Linked DNA regions of Mus musculus: region 2 is linked to region 1. A link is a contact called in public Hi-C data. All regions are on one chromosome and are shown on one strand. The core of a region is the stretch at or near the end of the contact, and the rest is flanking DNA. Distances in the headings are between cores, read along the strand shown.

Region 1 (4,867 bases), core at 1,727-4,226:
GACCTCCGCAGACCAGGTTATGAGTCAACAGTCAAAGTAAGGCCAGCTGTGCAGCCACAGAATTATAAACCTCATGGTCCAGACACTTGTCATTGTGTGGTGACTCCTACACTCCAGGCTCCATGCTTGGCCTGCAGACACAGACTAAGGTATGCCTGCACTGGCCTCATGTCCCTGGGTGTGATAGGTATTTGCGGCATGGGGCAGCTCAGCAGAGCTGTGCCCCAGTCCCACACTGTGGGTTTTGGTAAGCACTGATGGCACAGTTGGCTCACTGCCACCTGGATCATATAGGGGACAGGGTGAAGGACAGCAGCCAGGCAGCCACCTGGCCCTTGCCAATAATGCCTGGTAGCCAAGCAGGACCCTGGAGAAGATGAAGCTAGACAAAGTCACATGCTAGTCTATAGAAGCCTGAGCAGAGGCCATTCACGGTTAGAAACAGTGGAGCATCAAGAACTGGATCACAGGTTCAGAGACTCCAGTTGGTCCACAAGAGACGGTGCCCAGACCTGGCCTCTAGTGTGGACTCAAGACTATGCTAGATCTCCTCCAAGTGTTATGATGTGTCAAGTCACCTACAGTCCCCTAAATCCTGCCACAGGTCTTGGCTGAGTATGTGATAGAAGGCATCGTTCTCTCTGCACCTCTATGCCTTGGCAGCCAGAGCCCATTTAGCATAGCAGACAATCAGCCTGGACCATTCCGCCGGAGGGCAAACACCCAAAGGAGCCCTGGGTAGCTGGAAACTGCAGGCCTCGTGATGCTGGTACGGCCTGGGTCTGTAGCCTGACTCGTGCAGAACAGTCATCCCTGTGTAAACAAGATCCCCACCTGCAAGCGCAGGGGCTCTTCATGGCCCCTGGTGCCCCAGCCTCTGGTGGTCCCATACACGGACCACACACATGGGTCCTCCCTAGGGAACTTCCCTTGGGTCAACCTGGCTAGACCATGTCCGCCATGAGGCTGCCTCTCCTACAGGAAAGCCCCGAAGGCCAGAGGAGTCAGATCAGGCTATCTTCCCACTGACCACCGCCATGTCACCTGTCTCAGGGTGCTCCCTCCTGCCTCAATCTGCACACAGTGAGGTGACTCCCAGTTTGTGGACAAAAGCTCTCAAATTCATATGAACAATGAAAGACTGGTGTCAAGGAATGCTCCTCAGGAGGGACAAGACTCTGTCCTACGGAAGAGTCTCATCCTCCCAGCCAAGTTTGGTCCACATTACCTGGAGGCTCTTAGGACCACTCCTGGCTTCCAACAGACTCCCATCAAAACCTGACCATAGTGAGTTGAACTGCATCTCTTCCAAGTCCTAACCTTGCTACCTGTGGATATGGTTGCTTGATCTTCTCTCAGGAAAAGCAGTATCAGAGACTGGCAAGAGGATATTCAAGAACAGGGGCAGAGGCTGGAACACACAGGAGGCTAGAGCCAGCAGGAATAGACGCGTAGGAAAGAGCTTCTCTAGTTCTAACTCTAAGGACACTTCGATTCTGGACTCTCGGCCTCTACTGTGGTGAGAGCGTTAACTGTTTCATGTTCTTCATCTGTGGTACTAGCAAGAACCCCCTTCACCCAGCCTCCTACATCCTTGTGTTCTCAGAGACCCGTGCTTGTCACCCACCTCCTTGCAAGGGAGCAACTAAAAACATGGATGGGGAGGGCTGGACGTGGGAATTCACTCTCTATTGCAGGAGCATTGGTATTCCAGGACCCAGGAAGCCTCAGCCAGGGAGAGGGTGGGCTCTTGATTGTTGTTGGCTGAGGACACCAAGTGACCACATTCTACTGGCTTCAGACAGGTGACAAAGAAAAAAAGGGTGAAGAAACTCGGGAGGTACAGGGAACACAAAGGAGATCCTACTCACCCACCACACACACACACACACACACACACACAGACAGACATATAGACACATGCACAGTATACACACAGAGTACACACACACATAAAGGCACACACAGAGTACACACAGAGAGACACACATACACACACACACACACACACACACACACACACACACACACACACACACACTGTACATGCCTCCAGCTTAAGGGGAGCTTAAGGAGCTCTACAGACATCCTCTGCCATCTTTTCCCAAGAGGAGTAGCAAAAATAGAAGACTACCCGCTCTTTCCAAAGTGTAGTCCCTTCCCCCACTCACAGGAAAGGGGTGCAGGCCCAAGACTACTGCAAATGGTCCCAGGTCCCGAGGAGTGTGGCCTAGCTTAACAAGAGAGCCCAGACATGCAGCCATGACAGTGCAACATCTGTGCTCCAAGGGGTCAGGACTGAGAATTCGGAGTGATGCATCCCTTGGGAATAGAAAGAGATCATGTGGGTCGGACAGACAGCCTCATAGCCGCTGGGCCTGTGTGTAAACAAAGGGCAGTCTGCTTAAAATAATGAGGCTGAAAGTGTTGACACTTGCAGGCCTCTGCAGCAAGAGAGGTGGAGGGGCTCATGGCCCCGGAGAGGAGAGCCTGATAGGTGCCAGGAACCGTGTGAGTGTTGCATCAGTTTGCGCTGGGCTGCTGAAAGGCCTAAACTTACCCCTCGTGTCCCTTGCAGAGGAAGAAGAGCGTGCGCCATGCGTGCGCAGCAGCCAGCAGCAGTGACAGGAGGCTGGCGAGCAGGCTGAAGCGGCAGGCAGCCGGTGGGCCCCACTCCTGCACAGTGAAGCGCTCCCGCCCCTGCATCGTCAGGTTGGCACTCAGCCACATACCCTCGGTAAAGAGTAGGCAGCGGCCACGAAAGTCGTGGCCGTTCTCGGACAATGGCACCACCACCACGAAGCTGAACAAGAAGGCCAGAAAGTAACAGACGCACTGCGCGAAGAGGAAATTGTTGAGCGCCATGGTGGTGCCAGGATGAGAGGAGCCGCTGGCGAGGCCACCGGACAGGGACGCGATCGCTCCAGAAGCCGGGCCGCGAGTCTCCGGCGCCGCGCAGGCCGGTCCCGAGCCGCGTGGGAGGCTGCGCAATGACGGCGCCCGCGGGTCTCTCGCGTTGCGCGCAGACGCGTGCGCACAGGCCGAGCGTGGGGCGCGCCTGCGGTCAGTACCGCGGACAGTTCCCGCGGCTGCAGGATAGGTAGACAGAGCACTACACTAGACAGACTGCATTGGTGGAGACGTGCCATGGAAACCTGGCAGGGGTCGTGAGCATTACTAAGTCAGCTTGGGGAAACCCGACTCTGTCAGGAAGGGTACCAGCAGCGAAAGGCTAAGGAGGAGAAGGATGGAGTCCTATGTGCAGTTCAGACTCCTTTGCCAGGGCCTTTGTCTTTAAAGCGAATGGAGGAGGGAGGCAGAGAGTCGGGTCGGTAGGTGTGAGGATAGAAAAGAGGAAGGGTTCAAGTATTCCTAGGCGGGAGCAGACTCGTGATCTGTTTGTGCTCCGAGAACCATGCCCTCAGCCCCACAGTAGAGCCCTCCACTCCGCGTTTGTAAGATAAATAATGGTTGCCCTGGGCACCTCATTAAGACCTCTTTGCTGTGATGGAGCTGGTGGTGCATTAATTAATAGAATTAATGACTTTTCTAGTTTCCCTTAATACCAAGTAACCGTTAGTCCAATTCCCAGATGAGTAAGCCCTAGAGACATCCTTCTGGATATAGATTACATCAGCATTATTTTTGGCTTCAGGCACTAAAAATTCCTTTTGTTTTATTGCCAAAGTAATATGGGCTTGTTTTTTTTTTTAATTACAATGAGGAATATGTGTGATACAAAGACACCAAGTTTCTTCCTCTTCCCTCCACTCCGGCACATCGTTACTACTCGTGACAACCTGATGTCTACCCATCCAGACATTTTGCACCACGCACACACAATTTTCAAAAATGTTTCATACTATGCCTGTGTCTACAGGCAATTCAGTCATCCAACAGTATGCATTATTCCCTGTCTGCACAAGCAAGCCCGTGGTCTTCTTTCTAGTTATTGTGTAACATTCCGTAACATTGACTGTTGTGTGTGACTATCCCTCTCTGGGGGGACATTGAGCGTCTCCAGTGTCTGTTGTTTCCGGCTCTGCTGTGTGACATCCTGGTGTCTTTTTCTGCGGCTGTGCCAGCTGTGCAGGCAGCACATGAGTCTCTATGAAAGTCTTAGGAGAAGAATGACTGGGTCATGAGGTACGAACACTTCAAGTGGTGTTGGCAGGAGTCGCCAAACTGGTCTCTGGCAATATCGTGAAGATAGTCCACACATCAACTCTGCAGACCCTTCTCCTGAGCAGGGCTTTCAATCTGGTTGGTTTTTACACACGGAAAGACAGCTCATTGATTTGTGACTTGTCTTCTGCTTATCACTGGGAGGTCAAAATCTGCTCATAGTCATTACCATTTGTTATCCGCCTCTGCACATAGAGCATTCATTTTGCAATCTCTTGAGTACGTTATATGAAGGAACAGGATAAGGTCTGCAGCAGCTACTCTTTTCTCAGAGAATCCACCCAGGGTTTCTTCCACTGCCAAGACTCCCCAACCCAAACCAGGGGGGATTGTTTAGGAAGCTCAGCCTGCCCCATCCCAAACACAAATCCTAACCATTCATCAGCACTGGAAAATTTTGACCAAAAAACAACAAACAAACAAAATTGACCCTGACAATTGAGAAGGAAACAGATTGCATCAGAGGGATGACTAAAAAGGGACTCTGGTACCCTAATTTATGAGTTCCACTTAACCTTAAAAAATAATCAGGGGCTGGAGAAGTGGTTCAGACACTGGCTGCCCTTCTAGAAGACCAAGGTTCAATTCCCAGCACCCACATGGTGGAGCACAGTCATCTTTCACTCCAGTTCCAGAAGATCAGGTGCCATCTTCTGACTTCTGCCAGCACCAGGCATGCAAG
Region 2 (4,867 bases), core at 625-3,124, 41 kb after region 1:
CTCTTTCTGTCTCCATCTCCTTGGTTGTCCCTGCATTTTCTGGGTATTCATAAGGAATAGTTTTGCTTCTAAATTCTTCTTTTTTTTTTTCTTTTGATTTCCACAACCCCTCCCTCCTCTCCTCCCAGTCCCACCCTCCCATCCCACTTCTCCCACCTCCCCTTCTCCTCAGAGGATGGGGGCCCCTCTCCCTGCAACCCACCCTGGCACATCAAATCTCTCCAGGACTAAGCACACCCTCTCCCACTGAGGCCAGACAAGGCAGCCTAGCGAGGGGAAAGGGTTCCAAAGGCAGGCAAGACAGTCCGAGTCTGAATTCTAAACCAACAGGAATGGGCTTCAAATCCTAAGAATCAACCTCCAGCTTCATAGGCCAAGCACTCAGGCCTTCTCCTGCCCTCCAGGGGATCTCACACTTGTAAAAGCCGGGGACAGGTTGGCCTGGGCCAGACAATAGGACCAGCCTCTGAGACCTCTGTAGTATTCACCTTCTTGTGACTTTTCCCACATCATTTTATCAGGAAAAATTTCAAACACAGCGAAGTTGAAAGACTTGCACAGTGGATATGCCTACCCACCTTCTCTTATAAACACCAGTGACCTGGATCTGCCCCATCTGCCCTGCCCACAAGCAACCCGCCCCAGAGCCATCTTGCTTTGCAATACCTTTCAAGTCAAGTTGCAGAGGACATCTGCCACCCACCCCTCCATGCCTATCCCAGTAAGCAAACCACAGATGGTTCCATTCCATTCTGTCTTCTCTCCCCCTCCCTCCCTCTCCTTCCCCCTGCTCATTCCCTTCCCCCAGATTTTCAGACAGGATCTCTTCCTGTTACCCTAGGTGAACTGAAACTTCACTACATAGACCCTCAAACTCACACAAAAATCTCCCTGCCTCTTCCTCCAGAGTGCTGGGATTAAAACTTCCGATAAAAAAGACATCTGTATTAGTAAAACACACCCCTGGTCTGCCTGTGAGGGTGTTTGCAGAGAGAACCAGATGTTAGGGGAAATCTGTGGCTTGATCCATCGAGGGACTCAAATTGTTACTTGTCTGTTGGGAAGAGTTGGATTGTGGAAGGGTGGGGCATGGTCAGAAGAAAGGGGTTGCCATGAAGGCTTGCCCTTAAGGTCTCTCCTGACCCTGGCTCCTTCCTGTCTCTCTGCTTCCTGGGTGCCATGATGGGAGTGGCTTTCTCCCACGGCACCCTTCCTGCTTTGTGTTCTGCCTCTCCACAGAGAGGCATAAAAACAGTAGGGCTGGAGACCCCGAGTTGAAACCTCTGACGTTGAGATCAAGTCCGGTTAAACTGTTTCTCTTGAGTTCTTGTCACGAAAGGGGAGCACGTGGGCAGCACAGCAGCAAACTGGGGTCCCGCTTCGCTTTGCATCTCTACTCAGCTTTTGCCGCAGAATTTTGTACTAATTTGATAAACTTTATGCTTGAGATGTGTGCGTGCGTGTGCTATGGTTGGGAGAGACTCTGTCCCAATTATGAGCCCACTTTTGTGTTTAAATGGTGTGAACACTAAGCAACTTTGTTCTTACAAACAAGTCCACGGAGACAAAGGGAGCTTTGTCACAGCGATTCCCAAACACACAGAGCTCCATTATCAGAAAGAATGGAAGTGGTCAGCTGACAGGCAAGGCTGTGGGCCACTGAAGCCTCTGCTTCTGTCTGCAGAGGGCTTTGTTTTATCCCTCCCCGCTCCTCACCCCCCAGCCCCCGGTGCACTGTCAGAGGTTACACTGCAGGTGGGAATCCCGGTGCAAGAGTCAGAGGGGAAGATAGAAGAGGAAAATCTAGACAGCTCAAGTCAGCCTTAGGCCTTGAAAACCGCCACCTAGTGGTCGCCAACAAAGGAGAGTGATACCACATATCGCCACCAGAGAGCGCTGTGCCACCAAAAGCACAAGGGCAGCGAGGGCACCCCTCTTTCTTGTCTACCCAACCCAATCTGCTGGAGTGCCTACACCAGAATTCTCCTCCTGGTTAGTCTCATCTGCTCTACGCTGTAGCAAAACCGCTGGATCTGGGTACCGGGTGGCGTCAGGATACCAGGAAATTCTGCCCTGGTGATATTTTCCTTAGTCAGGCTGGAACCCAAGTCTGTAAAAAGGACCCAGGATGAGGGGGCGCTGAACCCAGGCTCCTCCTCCTGAACACGATGAGCCTGTGTCCCTGCTCCAAATGATGACCACTGTCTGAAAGGGAAGTGAGAAAGCCAGGGGTAGCTCAATAACAACGTAGTTACCAAGAATCCACAAAGCAACAGGTTCCATCCCTAGCAACAAGAAGAAAAAAAAAAGTGAGGGAGCTTCAGGGTCCACAGCCCTCCCCTAACACTGGTCACACCCAAAGCAAACCCGGTAGGAGCAAGGCCATGTAGGAGCTGTGTGCCCAGCTGCTGTGGGTGAGGCTGGGCCTTGCAGGTGTTGTGAGCTCAGTAGACAGTAGATGCTGGTACTGGGGGCCTTGAGCAGAACAGGCTCCTTTCCCTGACGTTCAGAGAGACTGGAGCTTCAGGCAGGGCCCAGGTCACCTCCCCGGGCTTCAATCTGCCCATCTGCTGGGCGGGACTGTTGGTGGCTGACTCAGAAAAGTGAGCTGTCTGAGTGGCTAGGAATCCTCAAGGTGCCTGCATAGATCTGGTGCTCCAAATACAGGACACTCCTTCCTGTTCCCCAAGTTCAGGACATCATCCAGGAGGCTCTGGGTTCCATTTGTTGTAGCATCGATAAGGTCACTCCTTGATGGCTACCGTCTGACCAGGCTGAGTCCTCAGCCCAGCTTGCAGCTCTCGGCTGTGTCAGCTCCAGCTGTGGGAAGGAGGGCCCCACTCAGAGAATGGTCAATCTTGCCCTGAGAACTTGGCTGGAACTAACCAGACCTCCCTCCAGCCACTGGTTAAGCTTCTGGCTGCTCGTTAAGCTCTCTGCTCCTTCCTCCCTGGCCTAGGTAGAAACCAGCAAGGAAGTGACCTCAGTGGGTGTTTTCCTCAGAGGTACTCACTGTGAAGTCCCAATATGGACATGGGAACCAGGGGCTTTGTGACTTGAGGGGTAGAGGGTCTCTGAGTACCATCGGGGATTGAAGAGACTAATATGAGTCAGGACCAGGGATGTCCCGACCTGATTTGGGTGACCAGGCATAGCTCAGGAGAAAGGACCCTATACTTGGGTATAAAGAGTACTTGCAGGGCCCCAGTTCACCCAAGAGACAGTTCTGAGCCTCCAGGACCTCAGCTCCAGCCAGCCTTCGTACTTACACTGGGCAGCTCCGAGACAGTGGTATCTGTCAGTACAGATGAAGACCACAGGACTCTGGGAAGGGCTATGGTAGGCTATGGTAGGCTGGTGGGGTGGGCCCAGCTTCTCTCAACTCTGGCCCTTATTATGTATGACGTTCAAGAGCCCTGGGAGAGGCCAGAATAGTCCTGCTCAGGAGCAGCAGGCCCCGTGTGAGGGGCAGAGAAAGCAGGACTTAGCACCTCTGACAAGCCAGTTAGGCTTCACTCTTTCCTAATGGTCTGTGGCCTTGGGTCCCACAGTAACTTTATGCTTAGCATGTGGAGGAGCCCTGGCTGGCTGAGCCCCAGTCACTAGCAGAGGGGGGTGGAGGGACTCAGGGTCTCCCATCCTCTTTAACATCTGCTTCAGTCCAGCCTTCCTGTGGGATGTGTGGTATCCATATCTCGTCATGACTTTGATTTTTTTTCTCTCCCAGTATGGTGAACATCTCTCTCTTCATGGGCTTGGGCCATTCATGCATCCTTTTTGAGAAAAAAAAAATGCCTCTCCCCTACCATTTTTCTCTTAAACCCCTTTCTCCTTATTTTCTGCTGATGCGATCTTCCATCTCATCCTTCTCTTCCTCCTGTTCCTTCTTTTTGAAATGGGGTCTCACTTATAGCCCAGACTCACCTAAAAATCATTGTGTGTCCCAGGCTCGCACCTCCTGCCTCAAGCCGTCTGAATGCTGGGATTCCAGGTACAAGCCACCCACTAGGCTCCTTCACACTTGAATTTATGTTTATATTTACATGCTTTTCTGTGTGGGGGTGTTTTTTCATGTATGTGAATATGTGCATCACATGCATGCCTGGTGTTCGTAGAGGTCAGAAAAGGGCCCTGGATCTCCCGGATCTGGAGTTACATACATTCATGATCTATCACATGAGTTCTGGGAACTAAACCCCAGTCCTCTGCAAGAGCCGTACGTGCTCTAAACTGCTGAGCGGTCTCTCTGGTCCTTAAAGCTTCCTGAAATGCTTTCTGTCTATTGTGTATGTATTGATTTGTGTGGGAGGGTACACCTGAGGAGGTCAGAGAATAACCCACCGGAGTCAAACCTCTCCATCCACCTTTGGATCTCAGGGATCGAATTGACATTTAAGCTTGGTGGAAACACCTTTTACCCACTGAGCGGTCTGAACAGCCCTTATTTTCTTAACATAATGTATTTTTACTATATTCACTCCCCCTTATTTTTCTAACATGTATATAATGTAGTTTTGCTATATTCAGCCCCCAATGCCCTTTCTGATTCCCATCCCACTCCCACTCCCTCGGGATCCCTTTAACGAGTCAGAGCCCTCCTACACGGGCGACCCCTTTTTATGACAGAGTTTAATTAGTGTTGCTTGCAGGAGTGTGGGTGTGAATCTGTGTACCGGAGCGTGAGCAACTTAATCAACAGCTAAGGGCATCACTGGGGAAAAAAAAAAAAGTCCCGCTCCTCTGGCTATGCAATAGCACCTGGGAAAAGGGGCGGAGCCTCATGAGCCCCGCCCCCTCCGTGCTGGAATGTTGACCAGCTCCATCCTGTGCTGGTAAGGACAGCTGTCTTGAGTCCAGGAACAGCCAT

Evidence for each region. Hi-C and Micro-C count contacts between places; a contact is called where the count stands out from the background.
Region 2: a Hi-C map of the C2C12 cell line shows a contact between it and region 1, with 3 times the contacts expected there. The contact joins the enhancer-like site here to the promoter of Tmem179 in region 1. A contact is called at or near these places in 3 of 15 datasets of contacts at CTCF or cohesin (the NIH/3T3 cell line and embryonic stem cells), 48 of 484 Hi-C or Micro-C datasets (the AML12 cell line, the C2C12 cell line, the G1E-ER4 cell line and 29 more), 13 of 115 datasets of contacts at active chromatin or transcription factors (SST interneurons, bone marrow-derived dendritic cells, embryonic stem cells and 4 more) and 4 of 9 other capture datasets (adipose tissue, embryonic tail, liver and 1 more).

The regions. Positions count from the first base shown.
Region 1 is chr12:112,508,184-112,513,050 of GRCm38.p6, forward strand. It overlaps Tmem179 (transmembrane protein 179), which reads right to left and starts at 2,977. Exons shown (of 4, transcript NM_178915.3): 1 at 2,561-2,977. The coding sequence starts at 2,865.
Region 2 is chr12:112,550,332-112,555,198 of GRCm38.p6, forward strand. No RefSeq gene overlaps it. Among named protein-coding and RNA genes, the nearest start is that of Gm40584, 17 kb to the left of the region's middle. Within about 2 kb of position 1,875, at least 76 of the 459 cell types and tissues checked have an H3K27ac peak or open chromatin away from gene starts, as enhancers often do. A contact at or near this core is called in the C2C12 cell line, the G1E-ER4 cell line, bone marrow-derived macrophages and 6 more, where this site is marked.